2 separate regions of the Mus musculus genome follow, and region 1 is linked to region 2. Evidence: chromatin contacts called from public promoter capture Hi-C data. All regions are on one chromosome and are shown on one strand. The core of a region is the stretch at or near the end of the contact, and the rest is flanking DNA. Distances in the headings are between cores, read along the strand shown. Region 1 overlaps Srrm1 (serine/arginine repetitive matrix 1). Region 2 overlaps Clic4 (chloride intracellular channel 4 (mitochondrial)).

Region 1 (2,700 bases), core at 71-2,570, 110 kb before region 2:
AGTGTCTTAATCTAATGCTCACTGTTCCAGCTTACTTGTCTTTCCCTGTGGACTTTACAAGGGTTTAGAGCTAGAAAGCTTTTTGGAGTTCTCACAATTATTTTAGAGAAATACATTTTTCATTTAGATTATATTACCTAGGCAGAAGGAGTTAACTGTTGAATAGGCCACAGTTGGAACTTTTAGTTACCTTTTTATTCATCTGCACAGGTGCCAGGCTCCTGCTCTGACACACACCTTGTACACATGTGTACAAGATAGATAGATAACTGCATTCCAGAGACGGCCGTTGTGGGGAACAGAGACCTGTTGTGTATTCTTGTGCACTTGGGGACCACTGCTTTAGCCAGACAGTTGAACTGTGGGCAGTTTATAGTCTGTTTTATGTCCATTGAAGCTTAAGATTGGTTTGAGCTATGTGGAAATGACCTTAGTGTTGAAATTTGAGAGTTAGAAAAGACCTTACCAGTTGTCAGGTTCTTTGGTTGAGTGACTTAGTCAAGGTTAGTTAGTTAAAGAGTTTAAAGCGTCCCTTCCCAGTTACACAGTGAGACTTGCCAAATTGCTACCTCCGACGACTAGGGAGGAAGGTGAAGGGTGGAATGAAGAAGTTCTTTGGCTTCTCTACTAGGTACTGTGATCAGAAATGCTATGTTGGAGTCTCTGGATACATAGGATTGTGGTACTGCTGTGATGTAATAGAGTTCCTGGTTGTGTTTCCTATATATACCAGTTGTTAATTGGCCATCTTAGGATCTATTGTTGATAATGTGCTAATGATCTAAGAGTAAGGAAAGAAAAGAGGGGGAATTTGGAAGTCAGTCATTGAGTACAGTTTACAGACCCGTCTGAGGGGCCTTGGAGGGACTTGAATTGCTCCTGATCTGGGCGCTGCATGGACTTGTCCTGAGTCGAGTGTCCTGCTACAGCCTGTCCTTTTAAGTCAGCGGGGTTGTGCTCTGTGGGTGCATCATGTATTCTCCTATTTCTGGTTATATAGTAACTTAACTTCACAGGTTATCTTTTGGGCAATCTGAGGTTAATAATTAATAGGACTCTTGAAGTGCTTTAAAGTTCCGGTTTTAGAATTGGTCTCTTGAATTTCCAACGAGGACAATTTGTTCTTTGAATTATTAAAAACGCTATTAACATAACAGTAAGTAAAGGGAAAAAATGTCATTTAGAAAAATAAAGAAACAGATGTTACTTACTATAATGCTTTTTCTTGAGTGGAAGGATAAAGTGTATGCTATAATAGTGTCAAAGACTTAATGAGACACTAAGTCACGGTGACCCTCCCATGTGTTTATTCACTCTGTTTAACAGAATACATAATGTTGGCTCCATGTGATGGCACGCCTCACCCCTAGCCCCTGAACAGTTTCTCTGTAGCCCTGGCTGTGTTGGGACTCTGTTGTGGATTAGGCTGGTTTTAGAGATCCCTCTGCCTCTGCATCCTAAGTCCTGGGATTATAAAGTTGTGCTCCACCACTGCCCAGCTAAGGGTGTAGTTCTTTTTTTTTTTTTTTTTGAGACAGGGTTTCTCTGTGTAGCCCTGGCTGTCCTGGAACTCACTCTGTAGACCAGGCTGGCCTCGAACTCAGAAATCCGCCTGCCTCTGCCTCCCAAGTGCTGGGATTAAAGGCCTGTGCCACCACGCCTGGCAAGGGTGTAGTTCTTAATTCCAGTATTACATAGCCAGTTTGAGGCCAGATCTTCTCTCAAGATAAATAAAAGCGATGTTGTAGTTTAGTTATTTTATTTATTCTGTAGATATACACCAATTATCTTGTAGGGATAACCACTTCATTTTCTTCTTAAAATCAAGCCACTTTGGGCCTCTTAGATTGTGTGTGTGCACGTGAGCCTTTTGTTTGTTTGGTTTTGATTTTAGTTCTATAAAAGTCTTTTTATGTAATCGAGACAGGCAGTCCTGTTTTAGCCTCCTATGTGTTGGGATTTTTTTTTTTGGTTTTTTTTTGGTTTTTCGAGACAGGGTGTCTCTGTGTAGCCCTGGCTGTCCTGGAACTCACTTTGTAGACCAGGCTGGCCTTGAACTCAGAAATCCGCCTACCTCTGCTTCCCCAGTGCTGGGATTAAAGGCGTACGCCACCACGCCCGGCTTTGTGTTGGGATTTTTAAAATGACTTGTGTTCAGTGGTAGGCATATACACGCTGTGCAGGTGTGTATAGGCCAGAAGAGGACTCACCTCGAGCTGAAGTTGCAGGTGGCTCTATGAGCTCCTCAGGCAGGTGCTGCAAACCAAATTAAATCCTCTGTCAGAGCAGCAGTGCTCGTGACCACTGAGTCACTCCAGCCCCTTACTTTATGATCTCTGGGACTTCAGGTGTTAGGCATTCTCTGCCCAGTTCAGTAGTTTGTCCAGGTAACTTCAGCAGATGGAGTCATTAACTGCAAGAATGAGCTCAGGGATGCAGGGCTTGCTGTGAGGTTATGCAGTAGGTTCCTCAGTGCTAGATCCAGTTCTTGGGGATCATCGTGGTAGTCTATGATAGAATTTATAGTATGAAATAATAATAACTGTTTTCTAATCAAATAGTTTATCAAAGTTTACTAGTCATATAAAACAAGAGTCTCAAGGATTGTTTCTTAGATGGGGCCTTTTTTTTTTTTTTTAAGATTTAGTTATCTGTATGCGTACACTATACAAATGGCTGTGAACCTTCATGTGGTTCTTG
Region 2 (2,886 bases), core at 270-2,769:
ATATACTCCAAACCCCAAAAGTTAGAGCAGTGGCAAAAGGAGCCAAAGATCAGCGCCCTAAAAATATCTGGAGTCTGCTATGGCTGGAGGCAGGGTGGTAGCTTGGGCTCCAAAGGCTCTGGCAGCCCATGGGCCTAGCCCGAAGGAAGGGTGGGCATCAGTGCTGTTAATAGCAGAATAGACCTAAGAATGAATCGCGCACCGACTTCCTTGTTATTTCAGTCTCCAGCTATGGCTCCTTCCTAATACCTGGTTTAAGGTTATAGTGTTTCATAATTCACTGTGGGATTTCCATGTCTTTGCTCTTGGTTTCTGGAATGTTTTTCTTCAGTGATGGAGAAAGGGACTGTTTTAGTGCCCAGGCCTGGTGTATGTCTATTTTTATAATGTGTTCTGTGGCTGCCTTGGTTTAGAAGCAATTTTCTTGAGTAATTGGCCGTTTTCCTGACTAATGTTCTGTCTAAGCAAATGTTAGGTTGGAGCCCCTGCTTCCCAGAGTGTTTGGGCCGCCTGCTTGCCCGGGCCACCTTGTTCACAAAGCCGGCTTTTATACCCAGGCCTGCTAGCTGAGCAGCCTTTGTGCTCTCCTGCTCATAATGTTTTTATTTCTGCGTGCAGTGTTTGAGGGAGTGTCTGGAGAGTTGGTCGGATTTCATTTACTACATGGAGGGGAGAAGAGGAGAGTAAAATGAATTTTCCTTTGCCTTGGGGGTGAAGGCTGGGGGAGGAAAAGTGACTCACTTAAGTATAACTTTGTATTCTATTTTTTATCTGTCAAGTTGTTACTGCTTTAAGTGGCCACTTACGCCCACTGTCTTTACAGTGCTGCACAGTAAGGAGGGGGCTCAGCAAGCACGTGACGTGTTCAGCAAGGCTTTGTGTTCAGTACCTGCTGGTAAATAAAGAGTTCTAGTTGCCAAGGTACTTTTCTCACAAGGGCCTGTCACTGCTCCAAGACTTTCGAAAACACCTTTAAATCAAATTCAAGCTGAATGCTTGTCCGTGTGTGTGTGTGTGTGTGTGTGTGTGTGTGTGTGTGTGTGTGTGTTAGTTACAGTTCTCTTCCTGTCTGCTGAGCAGTTGCATGCTTTCAGTAAACCTAGGCAGTGAGGTGAGGCTGCGCCTCCCAACACTTGTAACCACAGTGCACACAAGTCTGCTGTACCAGCCTAGTAAGTGCTTATAAAATCCAATGTAGCTGAATATTTTAAAGACCCTCTGGGCTTAGGTGTCTAGATACAAATTAGCCACCTGAACATGGGTCAGGGCCAGTGCTTAGATTGAAGTACACCGTAAACCAATAGGCTTTAGTGAATAAACTAAAGGGAACTGTGAGAAAGAGACAGAGACAGAGACAGAGACAGAGGAGGAGGGAGAGGGAGAGGGGATAGGTGACAGAAGACGGATAGATCAATCAATCGATAGATCAATAAATGGATCGGTCTATCTTTTGGTAACAGGTACAAGTTGGCCGGGAGTAGGTTTATGTAACCTAAGCACTAAGAGAGAAGTGAACCAGGCGTGTGGTGCGCATCTTTAATCCCACCGCTACTGGGGCAAAGGGCGGCTAAGGTGATGCTGTGAGACCATATCTCAAAATTAAACTATCCACCCAGAGTTTCTCACGTACTAGCTGAGAGCTCTAACACTGAGCTATACCCTCGCTCAATTGTGTATGTATTTTAACAACAGGAATGTTGATAACACATTTAACACTTCTGCCTTGAATCTGCCCGTTCAAACATGTAAGTAACAGAGCAAGTTATGTTTATTGGAAAAGCTAAGGTTGACAGGGATAATTTTTAAAAGATAGGATCTTTTCGTTCTTTGAGACTGTCACACATGCACACAATGTACTTTGGTCCTGTTCACTCCTCTCCTCCCACCAACTCTACCAGATCCACCCCATCTCCCCACACTTCCAGCTTCAGGTTTTGTTTTTAGCAATCCACTGTTTACAATTTTCTGTTCACATCTTCCTGGGTGTGGGGCTGTGCACTGGAGCATGGGTGACCTACCAGTAGCCACACCTGCAGAGAAAACTGACTCAGCCAGGGATGGGGGTTCACAAGTCTCCCCATTCCCATGCAGAAATGCTTTGTGCAGGTGACCCCAGCTACCGTGAGTTTGTGAGTATAGGGTCCCGTTGTGTTCAGAAAATATTTCTCTGATCCTTCCTGACTTACAACAGGGGAATAGTTGAATGAATATAATTTCAGTATGTAATTCAATAACAGATCCAAGGTGACTGGGAGTCATTTTATATAAAACAGTGAGTGGTGTAGTGCACTTGCACGTTCATATTATTGTGCATTATAAATGCTTCCTGCCACTGATCCCAGCACTCTGGGGGCCGAGCAGGAAATGGCCGGGCATTCCAGACTAGGCTGGCTACAGAGTGATCTCCTGGGCACCCCCACATCCCTTCAAGTCATTCCATGTCCAAACAAGTCTGCCTCTGGCTTTATAAATTCTTATTTATATATTCTTCTTATTTAATAGGAATTCTATTTGCCATTTCCCAGTTGTTGGACCTTGTAGATGGCCTCTTTGACTATGCTATCGGGTATTGCCCTTGAGCTAGGTTACAGGTAGGTGTGGGAAGGTTTGCACCTTTCCTCGTCCTTTTGAGACGGTGTCTTACTGTTGGCTGCAGCTCTCCTGGATGCAGATTATAGCCCGTACCACCATCTCTAGCTACTTTATGCATTTTGCCAAAATTTCAAAGTCTGTACCAGTTTGTATTTCCACGAACTGCAGGTGTTCATTTCCATATTTTCTTAGGCCAAAAGTATTATTTTTAATTTTAATATAATTAATTTTCAGCTGTGTATACTATACTGCTTTTTTGTTTGTGTTTTGAATAGCTTCTTAGAGATAGAGATG

Evidence for each region. Capture Hi-C pulls out chosen DNA fragments and counts their contacts.
Region 1: a contact with region 2 is called in a promoter capture Hi-C map of liver. The contact joins two enhancer-like sites. A contact is called at or near these places in 2 of 39 promoter capture datasets (the C10 cell line and embryonic stem cells), 1 of 15 datasets of contacts at CTCF or cohesin (the NIH/3T3 cell line), 100 of 484 Hi-C or Micro-C datasets (2-cell-like embryonic stem cells, the 3T3-L1 cell line, 3T3-L1-derived adipocytes and 66 more), 17 of 115 datasets of contacts at active chromatin or transcription factors (the 230-238 cell line, CD4 single positive thymocytes, CD8 T cells and 12 more) and 3 of 9 other capture datasets (adipose tissue, liver and pancreatic islet).

Annotation. Positions count from the first base shown.
Region 1 is chr4:135,334,156-135,336,855 of GRCm38.p6, reverse strand. The region is part of intron 9 of Srrm1 (serine/arginine repetitive matrix 1); the gene reads left to right. Among named protein-coding and RNA genes, the nearest start is that of Srrm1, 18 kb to the left of the region's middle. Within about 2 kb of position 1,320, at least 21 of the 459 cell types and tissues checked have an H3K27ac peak or open chromatin away from gene starts, as enhancers often do. A contact at or near this core is called in alveolar type 2 cells and liver, where this site is marked.
Region 2 is chr4:135,219,889-135,222,774 of GRCm38.p6, reverse strand. The region is part of intron 4 of Clic4 (chloride intracellular channel 4 (mitochondrial)); the gene reads left to right. Among named protein-coding and RNA genes, the nearest start is that of Clic4, 51 kb to the left of the region's middle. Within about 2 kb of position 1,519, at least 17 of the 459 cell types and tissues checked have an H3K27ac peak or open chromatin away from gene starts, as enhancers often do. A contact at or near this core is called in alveolar type 2 cells and liver, where this site is marked.